Regions from separate parts of the Hordeum vulgare genome. Here region 2 is linked to region 1. A link is a contact called in public Hi-C data. All regions are on one chromosome and are shown on one strand. Each heading gives the region's core, a stretch centred on a gene start, on an enhancer-like site or on the middle of the called end of the contact. The rest is flanking DNA. Distances are from core to core; before and after follow the strand shown. Region 1 has its middle 180 kb from the start of LOC123403729. Region 2 holds the start of LOC123402257 (thylakoid lumenal protein TL20.3, chloroplastic).

Region 1 (5,749 bases), core at 1,674-4,173:
GCAAGGAGACACATCTTGAAGAGGAGGATGGTAGTGACAGTCGGTGGGTGTTTCGGTGTCGGTGATGTTTTCCCTTCACGAGTTGGAACTAGTGCCGCTGATGCTTTCAGTTCACCCGGCTATGCTTTTGGTGCCGGAGTTGGAACAAGTGCGGGTGATGAACTCGGAGGCGGTGATGGCACTGATGGCGATGGTGCGGAGTGAAGATCATGACAACGGGTGAAAAGCAACCAAGATGATGATGGACGTGGTCGTTTCTTTTGCATGAAATCCTTGTGCGTTTGTCGTAGGAAACTATGCTTTTATTTTTCGAATTTGAACTCAACCGTCGGAACCATCGTCAAATTGGCTAATATGGGGGTTTTGGTTTGCGGAGCGAAGCAGGCTATGACCAAATATGTTGTACAGAAGTTTTGCGGGTCGGTGTTGGAAATATGCCCTAGAGGCAATAATAGAATAGTTATTATTATATTTCCTGTTTCAAGATAACCGTTTATTATCCATGTTATAATATTATTGAGCGGAAACACAAATACATGTGTGGATACATGGACAAAATAATGTCCCTAGTAAGCCTCTAGTTGATTAGCTCGTTGATCAAGGATGGTTAGTGTCTCATAGCCATAAACAAGTGTTGTCACTTGATAATGAGATCACATCATTAGTAGAATGATGTGATGGACAAAACCCAAACTATGAACGTAGCATATGATCGTGTAAGTTTGTTGCTATTGTTTTCTGCATGTCAAGTATTCATTCCTATGACCATGAGATCATGTAACTCACTCACACCGGAGTAATGCCTTGTGTGTATCAAACGTCGCAACGTTACTGGGTGACTATAAAGGTACTCTACATGCATATCCGAAGGTCTCCCTTGAGTTACCATGGATCAAGACTGGGATTTGTCACTCCGTGTGACGGAGAGGTATCTCGGGGCCCACTCGGTAATACAACATCACATACAAAGCCTTGCAAGCAATGTGACTAAAGAGTTAGTCCCGGGATCTTGTATTACGGAACGAGTAAAGAGACTTGCCGGTAACGAGATTGAAATAGGTATGAAAATACCGGCGTTCGAATCTCGGTCAAGTAACATACCAAGTAGGATTGGAGAGGAGTCCTAATCCAAGTAGGATTGGAGGAGGACTCCTCCCCTCCTAGTTCGACCGAGCCCAATGAAGGCTCCCTTGGTGCGCAAGCCTGCCCCCTCCTTCCTCCTATATATACTAGAGGTTTGAGGGTTTTTGAGACACAATATTTAGCCACGTGCTACCCCCTCCTTTAGTTCGTAGTTCTTCCTCTAGATTGGATTTCTGCGGTGCTTAGGCGAAGCCCTGCAGGAATAGATCGCCACCATCACCGGCGCGTCGTCATGATGCTGGAGAACTCATCTACTTCCCCATCTCTCTTGCTGGATCAAGAAGGCGGAGATCGTCATCGAGCTGTACGTGTGCTGAATGCGGAGGTGTCGTCCGTTCGGTGCTAGATCGGGATGGATCGTGGGACGGCGACGATTTGGATCGTGAATACGCTCCACTACATCAACCGCGCTTCTTAACGCTTCCCGCTTAGCGATCTACAAGGGTATGTAGATCTGATCTCCCTCTCGTAGATGATCATCACCATGATATGTCTTCGTGTGTGTAGGAATTTTTTTGTTTCCCATGCAACGTTCCCCAACAGTCGGTGTTTTACGAGGTTTGCTAGAGCTGCTTTAAGGCGGCGGAAGCCATCAAACTGTGAACCTGATTCGCTGCAAATGCTACGCATACGAGTCTGCTGCGGGGTGCTCCTATGTTTTTTTTGAGCCGTAAAACCAACATTTATAGACTAGGAGTACGGTTTACACGAATAACAAAAGGATCATGGGGAAGACCCAGCCACAAGTGGCGACCAACATCTAAACTAGAAGCAAATTTTGCTAAATTGTGAGCATCAAACATTCCTCTCGCGGCCTTCAAAGATAAACTCGCATCTATTGAAATCTCGAGCTTGGGCTCCAATCTCCTTGATAATAGCACTCTATTTCCCTTCCGTTTCAGTCTTAATAGCATCGAAGTGTCAACGTTTTGTACAGAGATGGCAAACGTGGGCCGGCCCATTTAGCATTCCCGAGATGAAAAAAACCTAAAAAAGCAATAACACTCGTGTTGGGATTGGAACGGTGACCGAACGGTCTTAAGCGCTACGCTAGCAGTTGTGGCAAACTAGCTGTTGTGCTAAATGTGCATCACCAAAATAAAAGAAACAACAACCACAACGATAAAATTTAATGTTTGCTAAAAAAATACCAATATTGCAAACGGGAACTTTTTTCAAACTACGAACAATTTTGTAACAAATACAAGTTTTTTTGTAAAAAATGTAATAAACATTGGAAACAATAAAAAATTCTCAAAATTCTGAACAATTATTTTAAAACTCAAAAATTTCATGAACTCGCAAACAAAAGATTTAAATGTAAACATATTTTGAATTTTTGAACAAAACTGTAAGGCTAGAACATTATTCAAACCCTAAACATATTTTAAAATTTGTTAACAAAAAAAGCGAACTTTTTTAATTACAGAACAAATTTTCAAATTCATTTTTTTATAAAACTATGATTTTTTTTTGAATTGTGAACTAATTTGAAACTGTAATTATTTTTCAAATAAAAGAAATAAACAAGAAAATAAAAAAGAATAAAAACAAGAGAGAAAAATAAAAAATAAAAAAGAGAAAAAAAAGTAAATGAAACTGAAAAAAAGGATTCAAGAACATTTAGAAGGTTCTCAAAACCAGAAAAAACCGACTGGAACCCTTTTAATGGGCGGCCCCTTCTCGATGGATCCCTTTATCAGCAAGTTTGTTACCCCGACAACTTGACGCAAAATGCGTCAAATAGCATTTTCCTTTGCTTCCTGTCGGGAGGTCCTATACGGCGCCTTCTGCGCCGGTTAGCCAAACCAGCGCCTGCAGCGCTCCTTCTCATGGGCCGGCTCATATAGAATGTGTTGGCCTTTAATCGAAAAAAACTTTATATAATTTTTTAAAAAATCAGATATGTAAAAAAAGTTCAACGATTATAAAAAAAATCATTGATTTCTGAAATATGTTTATTTATTTTCAAATGAATTACAGAATTCGACAAAAAATCATTCATTTTCACAAAAAGTGCATCGGTTTTTAAAAATTATTCATCAATTTCTTAAAGTAATTCAGTGATTTTGAAAAAAGTTCAGGAATTTTAAATTATGTTCATTGATTTTCGGAAAATTTCATTGTTTTCAAAAAAATTCATTAACTTCCAAAAAAGTACACCGTTTTTCAAAAAAGTTAATTGATTTGGAAAAAAGTTCGCGGGCTAAAGTACAGATCAGATATCTACATGGACCGGCCCATGTCGGAGCGCTGCGGGTGCCGGTTAGCAAAATTTGCCTTTAACCGACGTCTGTGGCGTTAAATAGGGTGTCCCGTGCGTAGTACTATAAGTTTGTCTGTGACGCTAAATAGGGTTTCCGTGCGTAGTAATATGTTGTTCGTGAGTGTTATGGGTTGCAATAGTATAATTCTGTTTTTTTGCTCCAGACGTGGGCGGGACACGGCCCAATCAACCTTGCTGAAGCTCCGTCAGTGCTTACCTTCATCAAAAGCTAAGAAAGACCGATGAAAAACATCAACACGGAAAAAAAACATCTTGAAAGTCAAAAACGCGTGCGGAAAAATAAAAAAAAACACCCAAAGAAAACGCTCAGAGCGCAACATGCGGTGGCAGTTGACAACGCATCAAATGATGACGTCTGAAAGTGATAGTTAGGAGGCTTTAAAAAAAAACGCTCGCCAACTAATTGCTTTGAGGGTCCCTGATTAACCATGTTGATCAAACGCATGCGCACTCCACTTCAATGTTGTGTACGTTTGCCCTGGCCCAACCTTCTCCAACGGCCTTTTTTTTCTTTTTCATTCCGCTTTTTTTCTCCTTTTTCATTTCTTTTTTTCTTTTTCTTTTCTATTTACTGTATCATTCAATTCAATTTTTTATTTTGCCAATAATTTTCAAATTTATAGATATTTTAAAACAGTAAAATGTATTGGAAATTCATGAACATTATTTTAAACCATATATATTTTTCTAAAAATTCAAGAACATTGCTTTCAGATTTTTAACATTATTTCGAAACTCATGACATTGTTTTCAAAACACATTTACATTTTATTAAAATATTAAGCATTGTTTTCAAATTTCGAAATTCCTAAACAATTTTCGCTTTCTCAAGAAGTTTTAGAAAGTTAAGAAATATTTTTATAAAATTACGAATATTTTACAAACACACGACCATGTTTTGAATAAGCAGCAATTTTGCTCATTTTTGTACTTTTTCCGAATTTCTGAATATTTTTGAAACTGTTGGACTATATTTAAATATACAAACGTTCCTTTAAATCACCTAGAAATATGTTTAAAATTCTAACTTTTTATAATACGTGAACATTTTATCATTTCTTCAAAATATGTTTAAAACTCTAACTTTTTTGAAATTTGGGAACATTTTTTAATATTGAACTATATTAAAGAATAATAATAAAATAATGTAAAAATGAAAAAGGGAAATAAAATACAAAGCAAGTCCAGCGCCACAACAGGCCGGCCAAAATTACCCGCCAGTGAAAGGAGGATGCGCGCTGGATGGTGCGAGGGCAAACCGGGGACCTCCTATTTGCCGCTAACTGCGGCAAAGAGGTGGAATTCTTATAGAAGGCGAGTAACTTGGGCTGGCCCATTCGCTCAGCTTGACGGAATGAAAAATCGCAAAAAATGATTGTGCAATACTTGGGAATCTAACCCTCGACCTGCAATAGACGCCTGCAATGCACTAGCCACTGCACTAGGCAACCTACTTTCAAACAATGGCAGCGCTAGTTTTAAAGAACAATAGGCAACCGTGAAAAATAAAACAGTGAAAAAGTGAAACTTTTTTCAAAATCAAACTATTTTTACAAAACTTGATTGTTCTTTAATTTACAAACTAATTTCGAAAATATAGAACATTTTATAAATTGGTGAAAAATATATAAAAACTGTAGCATTTTCAGAATATGTGAACAAATTTGGAATAGATGGTCATATATCGAAATTCCAAAATATTTTAGAATTTGTGGACAAGAAAAACATGTGAACATTTTATGAATTTGTGATTAAAATTGGAAATATTAACATTTTTCAAATATGTGAACAAATTTCTAAATTCAAAATATTTTTTTGATTGTTGAACAAATGTACAAAAACAGGAAAAAAATTTAATTCCAAAACATTTTTGTAGTTATAAACAAAATTTCAAATAGGAGCATTTTTTCAAATTCCGGATTTTTTTTAAATCCAGAACATTTTTTCAAATTCGGAATAATTTCCAAATTCTGGAACATTTTTTCAAATTCTGGAACTTTTTTTCAAATCCGGATCATTTTTTACAGTTCCGGAACATTTTGACCAGTCCTGGAACATTTTTTCAAATTCCAGATCAGTTTTCATTTTCTGAACTATTTTTTAACTTTTGGAACATTTTGTCAAATTCCGAAACATTTTTTGAAAATCCAGAATATATTTGAAACAGAAACAGAAAAAAAAGGAAACGAAAAAAAAAACAAAAACCGGTTCTAGGAATTTTCTAAAAAGTTCTAAACGTCAAATTCTGAATTTTTTTCCTTTTCACCTTTTATTACTTTTTCTTTATATGTTTCGAATATTATAAATATTTATTTATTG
Region 2 (5,749 bases), core at 2,332-4,831, 770 kb after region 1:
TTTTCTTCTGTATACATAAAACATACTATAAAAAAATGTTAGTCTTATATTTAGAAAGTGTAAACAGGTATAAACAATCATGATGTATACAATAAATATGCAAGATGTATGATAAATGTATAACGTGTATGAAAAGATAGACATCAAAATATGAAATGATTTTTAATTGTGTATTTAGAAAATGTTATTTTAATGTACAATGTTGAGAAACTCGTTAACTGGTAGCTGCTCGCTCGGTTTAGGAATAGCAATTAATGTATGGATTGGCTATTATCTGGATTAATGGGTCTAGCATTAGTCAATCTAATTTTGAACTCAATAGAATCAAATTTTGTATGAAAAAAATCTACATTGTAAATATGAAGAAAATGGAACCATTTTGTTTTCTCAATAGATCACAAACATGTATACAACAACAATCATTCATGTGTGCGTCAAAAAATCATCAACAAACATGTATAAAACTACACTTTTTTTTGCTTATTTCCGCATGGGACTCAACTCCAAGGGATGATTAGCACACGACGGCGACAAACGGAGGGAAGGTGATGGCGGTCGTGCAGGGCATTTGAACATGTCGGTTGACGGAGGTGGCAGGTCACGAAGGAGAAGGGAGAGTAGCGGCGCGTAGAAGGAGAAGAGAAAGCAACGACACCAAGGGGTGGCGGGGAAAGCAACGGCGCGCTGACGAAGACCTTTCGAGTCGCCGTCTACGTAGGGAGAGGATGAAAGGAGCTAGAGAGGGTTGGTGGAGGGTTGAACCCTAGCTATTTAGGAACAGAAGGGCTAAGAGGGGTCATTTGCCAAATAATTGGGTTTCGCTTGCTCACAAGTTAGCGTGCCAACAACGATTTATAGGCCTAACAACCAATTAATCGGTTTGACATACCATTTAATCGATCCGATAGGCCATCTAATCGGCCTTGCAAGTTAACATAATGAATAGATGTTATTCGATTCGGTCATTCGATGAGAACTGACCAATTAACTGATTAATATGATGAATTCTTAAACAATGATAATATATATGAAAAGGTACAGTGTGTATGAAAAATGTAGACATCAAAACATGAATACGAAAAATGTTACACATGTATAAAATAACGTCCTTATGTATAAAAAATATAGAACATGTATTTAAAAAAGTGGACATCAAATAACATATTTAAAAAAATTGGTAATGATGTATTAAAAAATAGTTTTTGGTATAAAAATGTTCCTGATCTATAAGAGAAATTTATAATATGCAGGAAAACAAATACATCAAATACATGCTTGAAAAATAGGTTAATAATGTGTTTAAACAATTTTAACCATATATAAAATGTTTTAGATGCATCCCAAAATATATAATGTGTATGAAAAATAAAATAGGCATCAAAACTTATATTTGGGAAAAATATTAATCATGTATTTAACAATTTTTAGAAGTGTATAAAAATGTACCTAATGTATACAGAAAATGTTGAATTGAGTAGAAAGAACACGAAGAAAATGAAAATGAAACAAGCAAATATTAAAAAACAAAATACAAGAAAACCAGAGGAAAACCGCTGTAAAAAGGGGGGGGGCCAAAAAGGAAAACCAGAGAAAATGGGGAAAGAACGAAAAAACATAGTACAACATTTTTTTAGGAAACTGACAAAGAAATAGAAAAACAGAATAAAAAAGAAAGAAAAAGAGAAAAAAAACAGAATCAAACACAGCAATGATTGGACTGGTCGAACGAACGCATAACAGAGAAACATGCTACTGGGCTGGCCCATACGTGTCGGCGCTTCAGGGGACGGGAGATACCATCTCGCTAAGAAAAATATCGGGTGCTCTAGCCCATTGGCATTATGGTGCTCCAGGACATCCAGGTGCGTCAGATCTACATGAGGTCCCGCTTGGGAGCTCTGGAATATATACCCCTGTAAACATTTTACAGGTATATTTTACTAGCCAACACTTAATACACTTGTAACCAAATCCGGTTATAAACCTTTGTGTGGGCGAGACATCAAACAATACAAACTGTCATTCGTTATCATTGTCGCATCCGCAGAGCTAGCTATCGTCGTTGCTACATCTGTACGTCACCTCGTCCACGTCTCGGGAGGTCAGCTGCCTGTAGTCTGACCCTGCCACCCTCTAACGTCCACCAGTGCTTGGACAGCCTAGCGGAGGAAGCTCGCCGGACAAAGACGGTGGAACCGCGAAGCACGAGGTGGCGATGTCTGCTGCATGAAGGAGCACGACCGGACGTGCTTTTCTCCGGTGGTCGGCGCCGTCGTGTCGTCGTCTGCAGCGACGGTGACGGCGAGGAGCACCCATGATCGGTAAGATGGTGGTCGTGTATATCGCTCGGAAGAGCAACGCAGCATCGACGGTCGTCGCCTTCCGTTTTCCTCGCGGCGCTTCCTCTTGTTCTCACAACCGGATTTCGACTCAGGCCTTTGCTGGTCTGTAATATTTTTACAAGTGTATCGTGTAGAAAAGGAGTGAGAAGAAATACAGGCGACAAGAAAAAACGGTGAACCAAGCACTCATTTGGAATACAGCTCGGGAATTTTACAGATGTAAAACTTACACCGTTATTGGATCCTGAAACGACAATCCAAGCCTTGAAGAGGAAAGATCAATTGACCGATTATAAGCGAGATATAGTTTTCGCGTAAAATACAAGCATGGGATGCCGTTAATAAGAACATAATGTAGAAGTTGCGGGCCAATGACAATGTCCTTTCATATTTTTAATAAAAGAAAGATGTGCTTTTATTTGTAGAGAAATGGCAAAGCTAGAGCATCTCTAACAACCGCCCAACGCGCGGCGCGTAAAAAATGCGTTTGTAGCGTGTCGATTGTCTGTTTTGGCACGACGGAGAGCGCTGGCTCCGGCGGCCGCTGTAGACTTTACCGCGTACGCATAGCTCCAACAGGCGCGCTAAAATGCAGCGCACTTGAGCAGCCGACGCTTGCCATATGTTGCATTTTGGACAAGAAATGAATTTCAAAACATCAAAACAAATACATGTCATAATTTAAATCAGACAAACAAATTCACGATGACATAAAAAATTCATGTCCACAAGTTCAAATTCATGCCCACAACATCATCCAACCAAGTTCATAATCCAAACGGCAGATGCGAAGCCAAAGCTCCCCGCGTTAGGGTTTGCGGCGGCGACGACAGCGGCGACATTGGGGTCGCGGGTGTAGGAAGGGGTGAGAGGGGTGCCAGCACGGGCGTCCATTGGGTCAATTTGACGACAACGGCGCGGGACGAGGCGAAGATGGCGCGACGAAGAGAGTGCGACATGGACGTTTGAGTGTGCGGCGCGCGAAAGCGGGCACATCAAATACACAACGTGCGAAGACAATTCAGACCAGGCGCTGTATACGCTTATTACGCGTCCGGTAAATCCTAATTATTGATTAGGCACGCGTTAAAAGATAAATTTTCATCGCGACGTTTATTTAGCGCCGGTATTGAAGATGCTTTTATGAAGTAAGGCGGAAGCGACTGTGGTCAAAAATACAAGGGCCCAAAAATGTGCGACCACTGGATTTTACTCCCCGTTCCCCGTGTTCCCCGTCCGATGGCTGTGCCGCCCGTTACGTGTTCGCGCGCGAGCCACCATCCGTCCACTCCCCACCTCACCCACCTCTCTAATCCGCCATGGCTCTCGCTTCCACCTCCCCTCTTGCCGCCACCGTTGCTCGGCCTAAGGCTCCCGCTTCCCTCACGCGCTGTCGTTCACGCCGCTTCCAGCGCATCTCCTGCCAGGCGACCACCGACCGCTCCGGCGGCGGCAATGCGTCGAATACGTCGCCGGCGCCGCCGAGGTGGCGCGTAGCGGTCTCTGCAGCCCTCGCGGCTGCCGTAGTCGTAGCGATGCCTGCCAACGCAGATCTGAACAAGTACGAGGCGGATCAGAGGGGCGAGTTCGGCATCGGTTCAGCCGCGCAGTTCGGCAATGCGGACCTCAAGTACCACGCGCCACCTGCATCTTTCCGTCTCTTGTTCCCAGTTGCTCGTTTTCCTGCACCGGGTCGCTGATGCTGCCCTCTTATGTGGTTTTGCAGAAACACTGTGCATGTTAACGAAAACTTCAGGTTGGTGTCTAATTTATTTTTTAAAAGTTCCATTCTTAAACTTATCTGTATCTGCTGCTGGCAGGTAATTTTCTAATGAAGCAAATAGAAGTTCCAAAAATGAAGTTTCCCAGTAACATTCTATTTTGCTTGTTTTGTGACTTCTTTTTGTGGAAGTGTACTTTTTTTTGGAAACGGAAGTATACATATAGCAAAAGGGCCCGTGAGTTGCAACGGGGAAAAAAATACCACACGCTTTTAATCTTTTTATAATCATTTTGATTTATTAAAATAATAAGCTAACTAACTAATGTAGTCAGTCCTATCCTATTTTGTTGAGAAATCAATCTGTCCATTGTTAATTCCACCATGATGAGAGATTGAGCGGGACAAGCAAAGCAAAACAAAGAGGCTACGTGAATTGATCAATGGACTGTTATCTTATTTCATTCATGGGGTAGAGAATGTGGGATCAGATGACAAACTCAAGGTGGTGTTCCATTTTCTCTCTACAACAATGCAATCTTACATTCAATACATTCATTCATCAGCAAACAAATTCCCACAAAACAAAATTTCTTGCCGGTGCTTGGCACATGGTTGGAGGCATGGGGAGGGGATCTCACCAGATGATGAGTTCCTGTCGGAGGAGGGGATACGGTGAGGGGAGCAAGGGTTAGGCGCCTCTATCTGTCCATAAGGAGTCGCCGTTGCCGCGCCATAACCTCGGAGTTCCCCGTGTGAGCCATGGAGGCCGCCTCCGCCTGCAAGTACTTCGCTACGCCGCACCGCCGCCGTTCTGCATCGAGCAGACGCATCATCCCAAGTCGTTATAGCTGTCGCATTGATTTGATCCAGAAGTTGTGCTCGAGCGCCGAAACGGGGGCAGTAAGCGGGCAAAGGTACGACCGCGGAGGCGGGTGGGTTAAGATCGGCAACGGTGATGGTTGAGGTCGGCCGCGGCGACGAGTGGTGTGGCAGCGGCCTGGGCACACGCCAGGGTGGACAAGGGTCGACGCGATGCGCTCGAGCGCCGCAACGGGGGAAGTGAGCGGGGAGAGGTACGGCCGCGGAGGCGGGGTGGCGGTTGAGGTCGGCCGCGGCGGCGGCCTGGGCACATGCCAGGGTGGCCCAGGGTCGACGGGAGGAGGCGATGCGTATGGGCGTAATTTTTGCAGCGAATCATTTTTTCCTTTTACGTTGCAGATAAATGATGGAGCGTGGGTTGAATAACAAAAATTACAGGGGCTTTTTAAAAAAAATGCCGCAGTGGGTTTTCCGACGGAAGCAATAGCCTCTTTATTATTATTATATATATATATATATATATAGGTATAGGTATAGATTTATGCATCCCAGAAAACTTCAGAGTAGATACTTGTGCACCCCAAATATGACATCCTTGTTTTTAAGATACTGTATTCTATAAAATGTATTTGAAGCTATCTTGCTCAATCTTGTATCGTCATACTCGTGTTGTCGGTGGAAAGTCACATTCTTTGGACCTTAGAGCCTAGGTGGACGGTGCATTCTGAAACATTGGTGATTGGTTTGTCTGTCTTGCCAATTCGTTTGTCCTTCTAGTGACCTCTCTCTATAAAATTTGCTTATAATGGAGGAAGGGCGTTCCAAATGTTCAACTAAATTAACTGGAAGTCCGCATCAAAATCCA

The links. Hi-C and Micro-C count contacts between places; a contact is called where the count stands out from the background.
Region 2: a Hi-C map of seedling shows a contact between it and region 1, with 9 times the contacts expected there. The contact joins the promoter of LOC123402257 here to the enhancer-like site in region 1. A contact is called at or near these places in 3 of 6 Hi-C or Micro-C datasets (leaf and seedling).

What each region holds. Positions count from the first base shown.
Region 1 is chr6H:396,191,203-396,196,951 of MorexV3_pseudomolecules_assembly, forward strand. No RefSeq gene overlaps it. Among protein-coding and RNA genes, the nearest start is that of LOC123403729, 180 kb to the left of the region's middle. Within about 2 kb of position 2,924, at least 3 of the 3 cell types and tissues checked have open chromatin away from gene starts, as enhancers often do. A contact at or near this core is called in leaf and seedling, where this site is marked.
Region 2 is chr6H:396,958,289-396,964,037 of MorexV3_pseudomolecules_assembly, forward strand. It overlaps LOC123402257 (thylakoid lumenal protein TL20.3, chloroplastic), which reads left to right and starts at 3,582. Exons shown (of 6, transcript XM_045096151.1): 1 at 3,582-3,972; 2 at 4,069-4,098. The coding sequence starts at 3,662.